Regions from separate parts of the Zea mays genome. Here region 1 is linked to region 2. A link is a contact called in public HiChIP or PLAC-seq data. All regions are on one chromosome and are shown on one strand. The core of a region is the stretch at or near the end of the contact, and the rest is flanking DNA. Distances in the headings are between cores, read along the strand shown. Region 1 holds the start of LOC100384553. Region 2 holds the start of LOC100281217 (lipid binding protein).

Evidence for each region. HiChIP or PLAC-seq counts read pairs in DNA pulled down with a chosen protein or histone mark.
Region 1: a contact with region 2 is called in an H3K4me3 HiChIP or PLAC-seq map of leaf, with 2.5 times the contacts expected there. The contact joins the promoter of LOC100384553 here to the promoter of LOC100281217 in region 2. A contact is called at or near these places in 2 of 3 datasets of contacts at active chromatin or transcription factors (leaf and seedling).

Annotation. Positions count from the first base shown.
Region 1 is chr6:98,834,523-98,838,644 of Zm-B73-REFERENCE-NAM-5.0, forward strand. It overlaps LOC100384553, which reads right to left and starts at 1,254. Exons shown (of 4, transcript NM_001367254.1): 1 at 1,089-1,254; 2 at 1-923. The coding sequence starts at 740.
Region 2 is chr6:98,776,731-98,780,690 of Zm-B73-REFERENCE-NAM-5.0, forward strand. It overlaps LOC100281217 (lipid binding protein), which reads right to left and starts at 1,593. Exons shown (of 3, transcript NM_001154136.2): 1 at 1,132-1,593; 2 at 8-34. The coding sequence starts at 1,441.

The sequences.
Region 1 (4,122 bases), core at 4-2,503, 57 kb after region 2:
CCGTACCCGTACCCGCCGCCGTCTGGCGGCTGGTGGTGCGGGAACTCCGGCCCTCCTCCGATGCCGCCCTTTTTGGCGCGCCGGATGCCGACGCAGAGGTCCCCGTTCCCCGTCCTCATGAACACGATGGAGTCCCCCGCGACGAGCCTCTTCTGGTTCACGAAGGCGCTCCACCCGGTGGTGAGCAGGTGGCGCCGGGGCGTGCCGCGGTAGATGTGGCGGAACTTCCAGACGACGCCGTGCACGTCCTTGGCGAGCACGGTCTGGACGGGCGGGTCGGCGGAGTAGTCCAGCCGCGGGAAGATGGTCTCGGCGCAGTACCGCGGCACGGAGAAGCCCCCGCCGTTGTTGGCGTCGGACTGCGTGAGCGTCTTGGCGAAGGACGCGGGCTTGTCCTCCCGCGCGCCCGGCGCCGCGGCGTCGGCGTGGTCCGGCTCGTTGGGCCGGACGGGGGCGAGGCGGACCCTGGCGAGCACCTCGTCGGTGTCCGGATCGGCCAGGAACCGGACGGCGTCGACGCGGCAGAGGACGAGGGCCGGGACCCGGCCGGCGGGGAGGTCGGCGTGGGCGTGGCCCTGCGCGTGCTCGGCGTGGCCCTGCGGGAAGTAGTACACCCTGGAGTGCACCGGCGGCATCTGGACCATGCCGCCGGCGCAGGCGTGCCACAGCTGCGGGTCCACCAGGCACCTGCCGCTCTCCCTCTCCAGCTCCATGGCCGCCGAGTCCACGAAAGTAATCATCTCCCACTCCCACTTCCCGCGGCCACGCTACCCCGGAGGCGGTTTCGGCGGGAATTGAGCGCGATCTCCACCCACCGGCCACCGCGACAGCCTTTATGGATGAAATTTCACGCCTCCTCCACTAGTACCACGACGAGAAGCCTTTCCGCTGCACAGCCGCCATCACCACCACCACAGTCTCTGCTGAAAAAAGGAAGCAGGGGGAAGCAATGGAGATATTACTTTTTTCTCCGCCTCAGAAAATTTTGCAGGGAGGGAAAGGGAACCCAACCAACCCAGCAGCACGGCAGCGCCACGCCAGCACCACAGCTCCACAAGATTGCGGAATTCATCGGGCCAGTCACTCACCTCTGGCCTCTGGGCTCCTGGCAGACAGGCAGGCAGCAGCAGGCCACCAGCACCTTCAGATCCCTCCAAAGCAGGGGTAACGACGGATTCGGGGGCAAAATCGGCACAGCTCGACGGGCTCGTCTTCCTCCCCACCCCACCCACGGTCACACTCACACACTCTCTCTCACACAGGTGAGCAGACCTCAGCTGACATGGGGGCAGCAAAACAACTAATAAATAGAGAGAGAGAGAGGAAGAGAGAAAGGGCAGTCAAGCAAACAGCTCTGCATCTGAAGGGGATACCTCTGCCTACTCTGCTTAGTGGCTTAATTAATTGTAAATTGCTTATTGTTACTTTTCAGTTGCACACCCAAAGTGCCAGCGCTAGTGCTATTTTCCACAACGACGAGCTGCATCATTGTACTCATTGTCCACTGCTGTCTCATGTCTCTCGTAGCCGTTCTCTCTCTATCTCTCTCGATCGATCGGAATCAGAAGGAAACAATCAGGCAAATCTAAAAAAGTGCTGTTGTTTCCATCGCACATCATACAACAACAGTAATACTTTTTTGCACAGAGTCATGTCGTCCAGCAGATTGCATTGGACAACAACACGGGGCTAAGCAGCGTTTATGCCGCAGCTTTCACGTGGTCACTACAGGGAAGACTTCGGGGGTGTTTGTTACCCCAAACTAAACTTTAGCCCCTATCACATCGAATGTTTGAACCTCCGTTCCGGTTATTAAATGTAGTCGAATTATAAAACTAATTTGTCAACCGAAGATTAAAAGACGAGACGAATCTAATCCAGTTGGTTGGGTCTATATTTCATACTCTTATTTGAAAGTCAAACGCTTGATGTGACCCGGGCTAAACTTTAGCAGGGGCAACCAAACACCTCATCCATGGACCGTGACTCTTCTTCCAAGCTCCCAAGTTCCGTTACAGCGTTTATGCATGCGTGCGGCGAGGCAATTAAGAATGTCTTTTTCTTTTGTTAATTATAATCAGGTGTGACGTGGATAGGACTGGATCAGATGAGGCCTGTGTTTGGTTGGATGTGTATGGAGGGATGGAAGGAGGCGGTCACAGTTTTTATAATGTTTGGATGGAAGTCACGTAGGGCGGATTTGGTGATCAGGGATCCCGAGGTAATCCATAGGGAGAAATCACTTTGCTATTCAAATTTAAATACCAATGGAATTACTTCTCTATGGATCCCCTCGGGATCCTTGACCACCAAATCAGCCCGTAAGGACGAGGTAAATCCCGAAAGGGACGGTGTCACCTCCTCGGTTCATCCCACTTTAACCTCAAATCAAACACATAAAGTCGTGGAGACGTACAACTGGGTTAATTAATGAACCGGCCGGTATATATTTGGGGATTAAGGATTTAAGACGGGATCGATGGATGATCTAGCTGCTGCTGATGCTGCTTATTGACAATGACATGTGTGCCTCTGCCTCCTCTTTCGTACTCGTGCGTGCGGATGGACTAGAGCCGACTCTTCCGACTCCTCATCAATACTTAGGGCCCGTTTGGCACAGCTCCAGCTCCTGATTCTAAGCGAGGATCTGGAGGAGCTGTGCCAAACGGGTATTTTTTAAACTGATTCTTGTGTGGAGCCAAAAGATCGGGAGTCGTTTTTGTGAAGAAAGGTGGGATCTAAAAAAACCTACTCCACCCTTCCTTAAAATAGCTTCTCAACCAACCAAATATGGACCTCCTCTTAAAGTTTGATCGAAATTACCCGCAATTGCCATTGGACAAAAACATAACGAGCCAATTTATGGATTAAACATTTGAGACCATTTTATGCACTACTATGATGCGAATATTTTATATATTATTGTTTTATATTTTTTTCCGTATATACATCCTACTTATTGGTTTGTAACAAAGTTGAAATGCAAAGGGTAAAACAGACAATCGCCACAGACCGCCAACTCTCAGAAGACAAGAATCAGTTTACTTGCCAAACGGTTTTAAAAATGATTCTGATTTTCTAGGAGAATCAGGAGGATCAGCTCCTCACGAGGATCAGGATCTGGAGCTAAAGAAGCAGGATCCGAAGTTTTGCCAAACGGGCCCTTAGTAGGCTATGATGAATGATTATGCATGACGGCCGGCCAAGCTAGCAGACCGCTGCACCATCTGCAGTCGCGTCGCTAGCTGTTCTAACTTCTCCCGGCCGGGCGGGCGGCCGCCGACGACGGATCGGGATCGCTGTCTTGTCTCGCTATACTAGAGTGCAGCTGGTGTCGGCAGCCCACGAGTCCACCTGTCGTGCGGCGTGCTGTTGCTTAATTGTCAGCAGGGCCGGGTGCCCGGGTATGCAGGCAGTAGGGCATCGTCATGCATTAAACCGGATCGGAGGAGGACTAAACCCAGCCCAACCCAACCGTGAAAAGCAATTCTCCAGTGCAGAGCTGTCCGTCGTCCGGAGCAACTGGGCCACTTGGACACACGCTCGCGTCGTGCACGGACACCGTCGGATATGGAGAAAGCAGGCACGGACACCGCACCAGGTACCACACCGGCGGCCGCGCTTTTGAGTTTTGACCGCGCAAAAGTTAAAAAAAGGCAGCGAGAGGGCGACCGCGACGACACGAGCCAGCGTCCCGGTCGGTCGGTCGGTCGGTCGGTCGGTGTGGACGGTCACGTCACGGGGTTAATGGCCTGCTCGTACGCGCGCGTGCGTGCCCATGACAGGGTGCGTGCGTGACCCACCCAACCAAAGAACAGCGCGCGGGGCAACGGCCAACCACACGTCACCACCATGGCAACAGTACGTGCCGGCAATATATCTATCGCGACACGGCGCGCGTAGCTAGCTAGATGCCCGCGCTTTCAAGATCAGGCCCAGCTAGCACTAGCAGCAGGGGTCCCTCCCTATCTATCCCTAGTGCTGCTGTCGTCCCCTCTCGCTAGCTGCAGTGACACTCGAGCTTGCAACAGGGTTTGCATGCAGTGACAGTGTGACGACAGTCACTCGTTGCAGTCGCTGGCTGCACAGCTTGCAAGCAGACAGCAGGATATATATGCACGC
Region 2 (3,960 bases), core at 343-2,842:
GGGTTACCTGGAGGAGACTGCGTAGGAGAAAGGCCTGTAAAAACGAAAGTTTAAAGGCGTTTATCAAAAGATGTACATCAAATTTGTTTGAATTAAAGAAAAAAAAAACTATGAGCAGCTACTAAATTTCTGAACCCCGGCCTATGAAGTTCGACCCTCAGTGTAGAGGAAAGTACTTAAGCATAAGCAAGGGTCTGTTTCTGAATGGACTTGTAAATATTATCCTAGATTCCTACTGCGAAGACTAGACTGAGAGCTAGAAAATTTACGGTTGAGGAGATAAGTCATAGAAAAATTAATTTATGACTCAACTTACTAAAAAAAATATCATTTAAAGAGGAATTAATTTAAAAGACACATTCCTTAACATAATGAACATCGATCACGGAATCATTTGGATGTTGGCACCTAGTACTAGTGTTTCCCCCCTCGTTGGCATTGACCTGTGGAGATGCCGAAATTGCCTACGCCACTAGCAACTAACGCGGAAACGCAAGTCACGGACCCTTTTGCACACTTGTCCGTCCTTGTGTGTTGCTGGCTTGCTGCTCAATCACTTGCATCGAGAAGCTAAAACTCAGCAAGCATCACTGGGCTCAACTGCTCAAGTTTAGTCCATTGTTAAATTATATAGACTGAATTTAGACTAATTAAAATTTCTTTTTTTTCTATTAGGTTTCTACTTTATCAATTAATATCCGTTAGTTTTTTATATCGTGATTAGTTTATGTTTAGTACTTCTATTTGTCATCTAAATTATAGACTAGAGTTTAGTTTAGTCTGTACAAACATCTCTTAAGTCTAGCTGATGCCTACTTGTGCGGACCGATCACTGTAAATTACAGTTTAAACTCTAAAGATGATTGCTTCACCTACTTTGGCAACCGATCACCATTTTTTTAAAAAGGCTTCAGTTCATATCTTTTTTTTTTGGTCTGAGAAGGAAATTACGGAGGAGAGAGATTCCCCGCCTGGATCGCATTGAAAATCATGGAAACTCTGTCACAGAGCAGAGCTCCGGTATTGATCGGAGTCGCGTGACTCCCGAGTGATTACACATGAACGGAAGGCAACTGATCGCCATTAACCGGATGCGGGAAAACCTGGTTTTCAAAATGGAAGTAGAATTACCCTTGCAGGCGGCGGTGGTGTCGCTGAGGCCGCAACGCTTGGAGAGGCCGAGGGCCTGGTCGAGGCTGATGTTGAAGGCCTTGAAGATCTCCGGCGAGGCGTAGAGGTCGCAGAGGCACTTGAGGTCGTTCTGGACGGCGTCCTTGAGCGGGCCGCAGCAGGTATCCGGCGGCGTCCCCGTCGTGTTCATGTACGGCGAGCACGGGATCAGCTTCTCCGCGCAGTTCGGCGTCTGCGCCGCCGCTCGGGGCGCCAGCACGCCCATCACCGCCACCAGCGCCACTGCCGCCGCCGCCATCCGCATCGCCATCTCTCTTCTGTGGAGCGTACCTGCGTGGACACTGGACTGCCTCCCCCTCTTCTCTCTGCCTCTCCTCTCTCTCTCTTCCCCCTCTTGTGTCTTTTGGGGAGGAAAGGAGGAGATGAAGCCAGGAAAGGTTGGTGGTGCAGTGTGCTTTTGACGGTTTTGCTTTCGGAGAGACTGTTCAGACGTGTAGTACTTTTTTAGCGGAAACATTCAAAGATGGCATGCCTACTTTTCGTTATCATTTGTATTTTGCGGGAATACATTCATACTATATGTATTTGTCGTTTGAAAGTTGGCAAATTATATCATATTATTTTTCTATAGTGGCATTCTTGGTCTTGGAAGGTGGCAGGTTGCAATACGTAAAATAATATTCCTATTGACCATAATGCGACTTTCTTGCTTTCCACATCATCAATATCTTTCGTGCAACGCGTAGATTAATATCAATCGAAACAATAGCTTTCTTGTCGGACTTTTCTAGGTCAACAAAAGCAACGCGTAGATTAGTTGGATGGTTTTTTTTAATCTGTTCACCTGAATTTATTTTAGAATTTAACTCTGTATTTTTTTAGTGGTCGACGCATATGATAACTTCAGCATTCGAGATTTAACGATCAAACTCAGTTCTTCAACGTGCTCATAGGGTAGAGTCGTATGTGTGCGTTCGTTTATTCAAGCGTATATAAATTTCCAATGATTATTAGATTCTCTCTACATCCAGATTCTTCTTACAACCATATTTTTATAAAAAGCTGGTCGAACCAAACAGGACCGCTTTTCAGCTTTTTTGAACCAAACGCTTCTCTAAAGAAATGGAGAAAAATCATTATAGAAACACCCTGAACTACACAAACCGAATTTGTACTCGAAAAATGCGTTCGTGTATTTGCCACCCAGAATTCATCATGTTATAGAATTTCTGAGCTAAGCCGCCGTTCTCGGTTCTCACAGCCCAGCTGCAAATTGTCTCGGAAGAACGTGATCGTTCAGCGCATACCGGATCGCAAAGGCAGCTCCACTGTTACGTTCTAGAAGAGCCCGCGCGCCACCACGTCGTCAGTCAATCGCTTTGGTGATGCTAAATAATTGGCTGATTTTTCAAACGACTGGACCAGAACCACCTGTCGCAGTCGTTCGAAAGTCGAAACTACGTTTCCCCGATCCTGCACAAACGAAACTGGGATGAAAAGGTAAGGCTATGTTTGGTTCGTGGCTAATTACGCTACACTTTGTTAAGATTAGTAGTTCGAATTAAAAAACTAATCTTAGGTAGAAAAGTTAGGCAAATTATGATAAGTTAGACAGCGAACCAAACAGACTCTAAGACTTCGTGTACCGCACCACAACTGGTTCAAATGATATGTAGTACCAAGAAAAAAAGTATGACGATCTCGTGTCAGCCACATAAAAACCAACACAAATCAACACGGTACATATCAAGAGCATAGCAGCGACTAGACAGCGACACGTGTCGTGGCTTTACCAGAACGAAAACTATCGGTCACACGCAGGCTCGCCGTGGGGGGAGCATATGTGAAGGATAGTTTGAAGGATGGATGCTAGAGTTTCACGATGACGATGGAGGGGCGTAGATCGTCGTGGAAAGGCATGTACCACGACCAAAACAAGTGTGTGCTTGGCTCGGCTCTACCTCCTCCGGAGTAGATTCTCTATCGGTGGAGTTAGTTTAAAAAACACTGTAAAAAGTAACTCTAGCTTAAGGGTTTATTGCTTTGGTAAGGCCATCGAGAAGAAAGAGCTTGATTCTGAAATCTTGACCTGCCCCATCAGAAACCTGCCGATGAAATATTTGGGAGTTTCCATTGACCATAAGAGTTTAAGGGTTTCTCAATGGGCTCAGACTCAAGAAAAATTTATAAAAAACTTGGGTTGGGGTTTGGCAAAAAAGATTCTTTAGCCTTGAAGGAAGACTAACCTTGATCAACAGCAGTCTGTCCAACATTCCTCTTTATATGATGTCGTTGTACTTTGCACCCTCTGTTGTTCTTAAAAAAGGGATATTTGTAGAAAAAGACATATGTGGCAAGGTGGTTGTACCACAAAAAAGTATCATTTGGTTAATTAGGAAATCGTATGCACTCCCAAAATTAATGGTGGCTTGGGGATTCTTAATCTTAGATGCATGAATATAAGCCTTTTGATAAATGGATTTAGAAACTGGAAAGTCAAGAGGGTCCCTGGCAAAGTTTGGTAAAAAAATATATGGAAAACAAATCTATGAGTTTGCAAAAAGGAAACAAGGGTAGTCCGAATTTTGGAAAGGGATCCTGGAGATTGAAGAGTTGTTTTATAAAATTAGTAAAAAAGATTGTGTCGGGGACCATAATTAGGGGTACCCTCAAGACGCCTAATTCTCAGCTGGTAACCCCCATCAGCATAAAGCTGCAAAGGCCTGATGGGTACGATTAAGTCAGGGATCAGTCCACACGAGTGACTCGATCACGCTTCACCCGAGCCTAGCCTCGGCCAAGGGCAGCCGACCTCGAGAGACTTCCGTC